Linked DNA regions of Gossypium hirsutum: region 2 is linked to region 1. Evidence: chromatin contacts called from public Hi-C data. All regions are on one chromosome and are shown on one strand. Each heading gives the region's core, a stretch centred on a gene start, on an enhancer-like site or on the middle of the called end of the contact. The rest is flanking DNA. Distances are from core to core; before and after follow the strand shown.

The links. A called contact is a pair of places that touch in the nucleus more often than the background predicts.
Region 2: a contact with region 1 is called in a Hi-C map of leaf, with 2.3 times the contacts expected there. The contact joins the promoter of LOC107917726 here to the promoter of LOC107918059 in region 1. A contact is called at or near these places in 3 of 34 Hi-C or Micro-C datasets (leaf and seedling).

Annotation. Positions count from the first base shown.
Region 1 is chrA01:8,577,640-8,583,144 of Gossypium_hirsutum_v2.1, reverse strand. LOC107918059 (PAP-specific phosphatase HAL2-like) reads left to right here and starts at 2,674. Exons shown (of 4, transcript XM_041075691.1): 1 at 2,674-3,025; 2 at 4,473-5,157; 3 at 5,433-5,505. The coding sequence starts at 2,866.
Region 2 is chrA01:8,752,560-8,758,064 of Gossypium_hirsutum_v2.1, reverse strand. LOC107917726 reads right to left here and starts at 2,791. Exons shown (of 2, transcript XM_016847012.2): 1 at 2,181-2,791; 2 at 1,312-1,960. The coding sequence starts at 2,697. The coding sequence ends at 1,572.

The sequences.
Region 1 (5,505 bases), core at 1,425-3,924:
TTATCTTTTTAATTAATAAATCTTTTATTTTTATATATAATATATATTTTATTATATAATTACATATTTATTATTTTATTTATATACATAAAAGAGTTATTAATTATAAAAGTAAATTTAAAAATTTAAAAATAATATATTTATTAATTAAAAACTTTAATTAAATTTTTAAAAAAATTAAAAATACAAAAGTAAGTAGGAAAAGAAATTAACTTGGTACTCAAAAATAAAATCACTAACATTTGACAATTTTATCAAAAGAGTTAATATATTAAAATAAAATGTGTTTTGTGAAAAGTGTTTTTTGAAAAACGTTTTTCCTTGTATGTGTTTTTTTTCTTTTTTTTTAAAATTAACTTATTTTTCTAATTTTGAAAATCTTTTACCTAAATCTCTAAATTTTTTTATTTAGACATTTTTACCTAATTTTTCCAATAAAAATTTATAAAGTTAATTATATCATTTAAATTTTAAAAAAAAAATATATTTTTTAAATATTTATCCACTTTTCTAAAACAACTCACCTAAAAAAATACTTACACTTACTTAACTTCTTAAATTAAAAAATATATATATCATTATTTCTTAAAATTATATATAAAATATTATTTCTCAAAAACTCTCAAAGATTTGTCTTGTCCTCGGATTTCACATCAAATGGCCATTAAATCAATGGGCCCCTCGACTTATAATCTCCTGTTGGTTCTGGGGAAAAGTACTATTATTAATTTGAATAAGAAAATACTTTTATTACATCAATGGGCCCCGCCAGTTATAATCTCCATTCTCCACTTCATATCTAATACTTTTTTTCAATTTAGTACCTAAAATATTAGTCATTTTCTAATTTGATAACAGAATATACTTATATTATATTTCTTAGTTTATTTTTTATACAAACAATTTTATAGCTAATCACAAAGCGCCACGTGATGCTTTATGTAAATAAATAAATATTTTCTTTTATTAAATGCATATACACATAAAAATATATAAAAATTTAAATATATATTCTAGAAAAAAACTTATAAATTATAAAAATAATAATGAAAATAAAATTTTAAAAAATAAAATAATTGAAAATAAATTATTTGAAATTAATAACATTATTGCAAAAAATTAAAAAATTGTAAAAAAATTTTAAAATATTTTTTATAAAAATCCTAAAATATATAATTATGAATTTCTAATACTATTTTTAAATTTCAAGTTTCTTTTTGCAATTACTTGAAATTTAAGTAGCTTTTTAAAATTTTATGATATTTTTCCATTTTTATATATTATTTTAACCTTTTAGGAATTTTAACTATATATTTTAGAATTAAAAAAATATTTTTAAACTTTTTTTATATATTATATATGATTTTTCTACCTTTTTAATCAATATTATATATATATAATACTAAAGGCTAAAATACTAAAAAAAACTTTTTGGAAATCAATTGGCCCTGGTTGAAAAGGGTAATCAATTAGACTCTTAATTCAAAAATAACAATCAATTGAGTTTTTTGAATTGCATTTTCATTAAAGCCCCTAACAGACCGTTAAGTGTTACATTAAGTGTTACTGTAGTGGGTGACATGGTGGTTGACATGAAATAACGTTGACATGAAGGGTTTATCGGATTTTAATTTTTTAGGAAGGCTTAATTTATTTTTAAGGATTATATAAAAATTCCAAATAAATTATAATTTTTAAATATTTTTAGAAATTATAGAAAATCATATAAAATAACTAAAATGGAAATATTAAATTCATTATAAAAATTTAGCTAAAGGTTGTTAAAATGTTATAAAAATTTTGAAAATTATATAAAATCTATCAAAATTATTAAATATCATAAAATTTCGAAAAAAAATATTAAATATTATAAAAACATTATTAATATCTTACGAAATAATGAAGATATTAAATAAATATTATAAAAAATTAGATAATATAAAAATAATTAAAATGATAATATATGAATTAATAAAAAATATAAAGACTTATTGAAAGTATAAAATGTTGTAAATAATTAAAATATATATAAGAAAATTATAGTTTTTTTTAAGGTTTGGATTAGATTTTAATAGTGGAGTTTGAAATGTGCTGGTAATCAAATTTGGATGAAGTGAGAGTAAAGGAGTTGAGAAATAATGAATTTAGTGTTTGGTGGTTTAAGGTGAGTAAATAATAATGATTTTGGTTGAAGAGAGGTGATCAATACACATTGATAAGGGTAGTTTAGGATATGATGTAGGACAACATTTGTTGGAAAACAAAAAAATGAGTAGTATTTTTATTAAAATTTTTAATGATTATTAGTAATCATTAAAATATTATAATTTTTTTAGAAAATCATAAAATATACAAGTTATTAAAATTATTAAATATTGAAAAGAAATAGACTAAAAAATATAATAGAAGCATACTTTAGGTACCAAATTAGAAAATGATTGATACTGTAGATACCAAAGACAAAAATATTTTAGGACTAAAATGAAAATATTAGATACACTTCGTGAATTAAACCTTAAAATTATTATCTCCACCATCCTATCCCATAATATCGGACGGTCCTTATTTACACAAATCTGACGTGGCAAATCAGGGTTGCTTAAAAGGGAAAATTTCCCGAAAATCATTAAAAACCAAAAATAAAAAGAATTAGAACCAAAATAAGCCCACATTAAGAAAAAAAAAATGGTTTAAACTTTAAAAAGCCAAATCTACCGAAGCCGAAGAAGCCATTGATGCCTTTGCATTGAAACACGGGTCAAAAAAAAAAAAAAGATACATACCTGAGTCTCTCTGCAGAAATCCCGAGGTTTTGGAACTTTCTTTTTCTTTTTGTTTTGGCTGTTGAGAAAGCTTGTCTCCAACATGGCGGAGAAGAATGACAAGTACGGTAAAGAGTTGGATTTGGCTGTTAGAATTGTGCATATGGCTTGTTCTTTATGTCAAAAAGTGCAACAAAGCTTGGTTTCTGCTGCTTCTGGACATGTTTTGGCCAAGGATGATGATTCTCCTGTTACTATTGCAGGTATTCTCTCTCTCTCTCTTTTTTTTGTTAGTACAAAATGAAAGTTTTTTTTTCCCTTTTTTTTGGAATTTGATGTCTTTTATTTTTAGTTTTTTCTTCGATGGGTTTGCTTTGAATGAGGCTCTTTGCAATGGGTTGACTTGTTTTTTCTTTTTTCAATTTGGGGGGTGGGGTATTATGAATTTGTAATGTGGTGTTTGATTGGCGTATATTTAAGCCATTGGTTGTTTGTTAGATAGTAAAAGAAAGAAAGAAAAAAATTTGGAAGAAAAAAATTTGGAATATGATCATTGTTTGGATGATTGAAAATATTCATTTGGTTGTTTGAATGTTAGCATTTTGGTGCTTCCTTTTTTAAATTTTTGTCTGAGGAAATTGTTAAGAACAAGTTAGGAAACGTTTTAGTGCTATACATTGTTTTTCTATAAGGAAAATGTTAAGAACGTTGTTCCTTACTGTTGAATTGGAATCTTTAGGGATTTTACTGTACAAACTTAGGAAAGTATGGTCAAGTTTGTAATTGGCTGTTCAGTTTTGTTTTCTGGGTTTCATTGTTCTGATCATTTTGGTTGGGAAACTAGTTCAATTCGTTATAATTTGATTGCAATTTGTCTGGGTTCGCCAGCATTCGTGAATGATGGAAAGAAACTCTATAAGCCTCTTTGTTAATTGCAATTGTACGTAGCTGGTCCTTTGAAATGTAAACTCAGTTGGGGATCATTTAATTTGAAAATAGCACTTGTTTGTTCTGTTTTACTTTAATCCTAGGTTGATACTTTTTGTTATTTATATGCAAGTATACAGGTATGTTGGGGAAGCTGGGGTGAAAGTTTGCTATTGAAAGGGATTAAGACACTGATTAATAAATTCATGAGAGTTCAATTGATAATTGATGATGAATGCGAATCATGCTTGTTGTATGCTAGTAGACAGAAATGCAGGTGTAGGTGCTTGCTCATAATTATAATTGATTGCCTAACACACGCTCTAGTATTGTTCGATTTGACTGATCAAGTTTTTAAAGATAAAAAAGGAGGTACCTAGCAAATTATTTGGCTTTCTGCCTCAACTTTCTATTTCTCTTTCTCTTTCATGAATCAAGCTTTCTCCCTTCACTTGTAAGGAGGAAAAAAAAATTGTGCAGAGAGGGTCTTGAATTTGATTTTACTTCCTAGTTAAAGTATAAAAAATGAAGTGCGGTTTACAGGAAATATTTTTGTCTTTGTTTGTATTTTCTTAACTAATCATCATATTTATGGTGTGTATATCTGTTATACTTTGATTTCTAATCTGTTTGTTCAAATAATGAAGCATTTATAGTCTGAGATGATGCTACTAGCTTTTTTCACGGTTTGAAAGAGCATAATTTTTCTTTTCTTTTGCTTAATTAAGTGCTTTTATCTACTCGTGTTTACTTGTTTTCTTTCGGTTGTTTCTATCTTAACAGACTGGAGCGTCCAAGCAACTGTTAGTTGGCTGCTTTCCGAATTCTTGGAGGGTTGGAGTGTGTCCATTGTTGCTGAAGAAGATGTCCAAACACTCTCCAAGCCTGAAGCGGCTAGTTTACTTTCAGCTGTTGTCAATACTGTGAATGAATGCTTAGCTGAAGCACCAAAGTATGGTCTTCAGTGTCCAAAGAAAGTTCTCGGGACTTCACAAATCCTTGAGGCTATCAGTCGGTGTAACTCAACTGGGGGCCCAACTGGAAGACATTGGGTGCTTGACCCTGTTGATGGGACATTGGGATTTGTACGTGGTGACCAGTATGCTGTAGCACTAGGCTTGATTGAGGATGGGAAGCTAGTTCTTGGAGTTCTTGGGTGTCCTAATTACCCTATGAGAAAGGAATTGTTGAATTATAATCATCAATGCAACCAAATTAAGCCGACGAGTCCACCATCTTCAGATATTTGGCAAAAAGGATGTGTGATGTATGCAAGTAGAGGAACTGGTCAGGCATGGATGCAACCTTTGATCCATGGGGATACAAAATTTGAATGGCCAAATTCTGCTACATTGCTACAGGCTTCTCCTGTTGATGATCCATCGCTGGCAACTTTTTGTGAACCTGTGGAAAAGGCAAATTCAAACCACTTGTTTACCGAGGGGCTTGCTAACAGCATAGGTCTCAAGTGCGTTATGTTTATTTTCACTTCTGAATCTTCTATCTGTTTCCTGCATATGATGAATGAAACGAATTCTTAATTTGGATGAAGCACGGAACAAGAATTACATTAAAAAGTTGAGTGCTTCTGGGAAAATGAAAATGAAATGAACAATTTCATTTATAAGTTCCCTGCTTGTTATTTAGTTAAAGAAATCAAATGTATCTGAAATTATATAGCTTTTGTAAGGTCATCTTCTGATTTGATCCTAATATTATCTTTTTCATGCACTCTAATGGCAGAAACCGACCTATGCGAGTCCATAGCATGGTAAAATATGCAGCAATAGCTCGGGGTGATGCTGAAGTTTATATT
Region 2 (5,505 bases), core at 1,542-4,041, 170 kb before region 1:
ATTAGGGGTCCTGAAAGGCTGTGTTCCTTGCACAATGGCAAAACTATGTCAATTAGGGGTCCTGAAAGGCTGTGTGTTCCTTACACAATGGCAAAACTATGTCAATTAGGGTTCCTGAAAGGCTGTGTTCCTTACACAGTGGCAAAACTATGTCAATTAGGGGTCCTGTTCCTTACACAGTGGCAAAACTATGTCAATTAGGGGTCCTGAAAGGCTGTGTTCTTTACACAATGGCAAAACTATGTCAATTAGGGGTCCTGAAAGGCTGTGTGTTCCTTACACAATGGCAAAACTATGTCTTAATTTCAGTTACAAGTTGGGTCAGAATGTTTTAAGAATTCATATGAAGTGGAAGTTGACCGGGCCGACATAGGTCATTCCCAACTAGCAAAAACTTGTTGTGCCCGATCCAACAGGCCCAATAAACCTTATTGATAACCATTTTGGACACATGTTGGGTATACATTAATACTTCAAAAAATATTTTTACCGATTTGAGTGTAGGATTAAGTAGTCAAAAAAGAAAAAAAAATTCATGTTTGAATATTAGAGATCACTTGAAAAGAATAATTACGAATTTCTAAAAAAAATAAAAACGGATTTTCCACCGAAAGAAATCCATCATATTGTGACAAGTTTCCTTCCAGTTAGTTTTCAAAATAATTAACAAATTTCTATTTAGTATCACTAAATAATGTGTCACCTTCCAAGAGAAAAAAAAAAAAACAGTAGCAATTTCAACAAATATGTATATATTTGAGATGCTAAATCTGAAGATATGTGAACCAGATTCATCCAAACTCGACCAAATATTTGACAAAATTTTGACATTACAATAATTTAATGGCAGGAAACCAACACCGTATAAGATTTTTGGCAACTCTAAAATAATGCAAATGAAATGACATCAACGTAACAACAACTCAATATGTCCACTTACCTAAAAACAAGGTAACACTGCAACCTCACCATTAATAAATGCAATGCATTGCAAGCGGTTTTTTACTGACATGTTGGGGACGCCATTGGCCTAATCTTATGCATGCTATAGATTATGAAATACTATCGGTGAAAAATTTTACCTAATAATTTTTAAAAAAAAAATATAAATTAAATGTAATTTTGATGGAATTGGTAAAAAAATGGAATAATAAAAATTTGTTGTATTAAATTCAAATCAATTATATTTATATATATATTTTAAAAATATTTTCAAAAAATATTTGTTATTTTAAAAAAATGATAAATAATGTATTTAAATGGAATTTGAGAAATTAAATATATGTATTATATAAAATTTGAGAAAATCCATGCATAATCTAATGTTATTTCTCTTTGATATATATTTGAAGGACATGCAGACCGTAATATGGCATATGCTGTATTTTAGCTATTACACAAAATCATGGAATTCCAATGATCAACGTTACAGGAAAACAAAACTAGAAGGATAGGAAAGTCAAAAGGACCTTTACAGAGCAGGAATTATTTACCCCCACTTAAAAAAAAGGTAAAAAGTAAAAAATAAGAGAGTCCTTTTACTTTTTAACCCCAAGAGGTCAGTAAATTCTCTACTGTGCCCCTCTTCTAATCATTTCCTGATACTGATTCAAAGACTCCTGCCTTTGCAACCTCATTTCCTCATTGAACTTCTTAATGAACGCTTCCACTCGGCGGTTCAACTCGTCCTGACTCAACGAAGGGTCTTTCTTGAGTTTTCCTGAGCCGGAGGATCGAGCCAGTGGCGGTTCCCTGGAGTGTTCGTTGAATGTATCAGATTTCTTCATGGTGTTGGGGAGAGGAGGGGGAGGGGTATTATGGTCCTTTTGAGTGCGTTGTTCCCAAGTGTCGGATTTCTTCAGGTGACGTGTTAACGGCATCGGACGACCCTCCGTGATCGTTTTCCACGTTGCCTCCAATGTATCGTGCCGTTTTGGCTTCGACACTCTCAAGGCTTTCCCTGCAAAATTTTCGCACCAACCACCATCAAATTTACTGTTCTATCCTTACCGTTACAAATCTAATGAAATTTGTACACTTCTAATAATTTTCGCATTTCTACTTTGATTTAAAATGAAATTTGATGTAAATATTAGGGTAATTTCGGCTTTTCACGTATATTCATAATCGTTTCATTTTGAAATCTCATGCGATAGGTTTAGTGGTTTTAGTAGTTTTACCTTCCATGGCCGCTTTCACAGCTTTCCGCTGACCGAATCTCCTCGCCACCGGCGGCTTATCCGCCATCAAATTAATAAGCTCCATAGATTCAGTCCTCAATGGTGCCGGTGCCGCCTCCGTCACCACTTTAACTTGCTCCTCTTCCACCGTTCCCTTAATCTCCTCCGCCACCAAGACTGTTGCTGCAGGAGTTCCGTAACTGTACTCATTTCTAAATACTTCACTTGGAACCTTGAGCGCCTGCGAAACTATCTCCGGCGAAGGATTAATTTGTTGAGTAGACTCTGGTTTCTGAGCCTGTAGCTTGGAAGAGGCGACGATAGAGATGATGATGCCGTTGATAAGAAGGTAAAGGTACGGAGGCCGAAGAAAAGAGAGTATTAAACCGTAAATTGAAGGAATACCAGACGTTACAAACTCAGTCACCGATGGAGCTGAAACTTTAAGCAGAATCGCTACGGATATGACTCCAGTTGATATTAGCGCTGTTTTGAGAGAGAGCATTAGAGTAGCCATTAGTTATAACAGAACAAAAGAGCTAAAAAAATTTCTCGAGAAAATAAGGTGAGAAAATCAAAACTTGTAGGTGGAAAGGGGTGGAGATTGAAATTTGAAGATGGTGAAAGCTATTTATATAGGAGAAGCGGAAGAAGGTTTTTGTGATGAAATCTTGGCCGTCGAATTGGAGGTTGACGTGGGACCAGGAGATACGGTTTAGAGAGGCGACACGTTGGCAGGCGGTGACATGGGCTTTCATTTTCCACGTGGTACTGTGCACATTTGGCGTACAGTCGACGTATTTGTTTGACTTGGAGATAGACCTTACGGTTTCGAAAACTCCACACAACCTAATTTAATTATTATAAAACTCGATTTTATTTCAACCTTAAACTAAAAATCAACTTAATTCAAAATGGGTAATAACCGAAATAATTTGAATTTAAAATGTAATAAATTTATAATAATTAGAACTAAAATTAATTATATTGATACCTTAATCCGACAAAATAAAAATAATGGTGATGTAGCTTGGTTTATCTTGTTTAGGGTAAGATAAAGATCCGTTGCGTGTGATAGTTAGATGACGGTGGTTATAGGTTTAAGTGAGTAAGTAGTGGAGAGAGAGATCTCTTTTTACAGATGGGGCTAAGAGTCAACCATGATCTCAAGGTGCCACGTGTGATTCCTCTGTTGATGGTCTTAAAACAAATTGGCCAAGTAGCTTATCACCATAGATCTAAATAGGGTGATAATTGGACACCTTGTTAATCATTAGCTTATCACCATAGATCTAAATAGGGTGATAATTGGACACCTTGTTAATCATTTCAGACAGGACATGATGGTTAACATTAAATATGATGATTAATGTACAAGATCCACGTGGTTGTGTAATTGAAGAGTATTTTCAAAAATTTGTATTTAGGGATCTTTCTGAGGAGTAGGTGTTTAAAGGGTGTGTTCGAGAGGTAAAGATATAACTAATCCAAACCTATAATGACTGGATTAAAAAAATTCGACTCTCAAACTTAAATAATTTTAACTCAAAATTTTCTAAAATTTAAATAATATAACAAATCTAATATATATATTATTTTTATTTAAATCAACGTTAGTATAATAAATCAACAACTTAAAAAAACAAATAATCAAAACTATTTAATTAATAACTTAAAATTCAATTCTCAACAAGACCTTTCTTTTAATGTAAAAATAAATTGAAATAAATAAATTCTAGGTTTACATTGTTAACTTAAATAATAGCTGGAGAAAAGATTTTAGTATTTAATAAACAACTTAAGTGAATATGGAAGGAATAAAATATTAGCCATGCATTAATCATAATTAAACAAGGAGACAAGCTTGTAAGAGCAAAGACCAAACTGCAATTATCAAATTGGGTAGTTAAGGACAACATTGTCTCAAAAACCAATTTAGGTACTAAACAATTCCAACAAAAACCAAACAAATTTTGCAGCTCACTCTTCCCAATTGTATGCCTTACTTTGCCCACCAAAAAGGTTCTTCCTTTTCCATCCATCCTTATCTTATAAACAATCATAATATCAAATTTAGCTTTCAAACATTTATATTTTTATCGATTTGTTCTTTATTTTTTTTGAGTTAAATTTGATCTTCAACTTTAAAAAAAAAATCAAATTATTATTTTAAAAAAAATAGAAATAATGATTAAAACATTAATTTTTAACAATATTAGTGATAAGAATATAAATGCTAACTAAAAATATAAAAATAAAAATATTTAATTTTTTAAAAATTTATAAAAATTCAAAAAAATTAGCATGAAATACAAGCTACCGTGTTTAAAATTTTAATGTTTTAGTTAATATTTCAGTTAAAAGTAACAATTTAATTATTTTTAAAAAGTTGATGGTCAAAATTTTTTTTAAAAAAATTAACGATCAAATTTAATTCAAAAAAACTAAATTGACAAAAATATAAACTTTAAGGACTAAATTTAACATTATTCCAAAAAACAATGTGATACCTATATTCTAAGTAAGACTTTACTTAGGATAGTAATCTACCAAAAAGAGAATCTTCAAACCAAGATAAAATGAGTTTTATGCGTTTAAACAAGTAATTAATGATTAGTTTAATTAATTGGAAAACAAAATGGGGATCCTGAATTTCCGGCAGCCATGAAAGGTGGGTCAATTGGGGAATGGGACAACCATGTGTGTCCACTGTCCAGCCAGGGTGGTGCAACCCTTCACCGACCATATTCATGTATAAAGTAAATATATATATATAAGTAATTTTTAATTTGGTAGTTCCGACGAGTATAGATCTGTTTATTATTATATGTGTATGGAACACCAAACATTTTATACACATTATGAGATGCCATGCTTCATTAAGATTTTAGATCCATATTCCAGGGGTAAATTTGGTAAGGTTACAAACATTCAAGTTATCAGTTACTTTTTATTACACGACCATGCACCAAGTGGACGAGTGGGGCGTGACCGTCTCGCCGACATTAACAGTTTCCATGTGCTTGTTATTGTTAGTATGCTTTTATTTGTTTTCATGCCTACAACGTTTACCAAAACTATTCATACTTATTTATTTAATTACATGTTAGACTGTCTCTAAAATTTTAACACTATTTTTCTCTTTACGGTTGCAATATATTTTATTACTGTACTCAACATTTGTAATCATTATTCATTAGTAGATATAATTTGGTTGCTTAAAAAAGATTTTAACTTTAGATGTTAAATAATCATGGAAAAATTAGAAAAATTTTTTAGGGGCGAAATTAAATTATAATTTTTATGATAGAAAAAAATATAATTT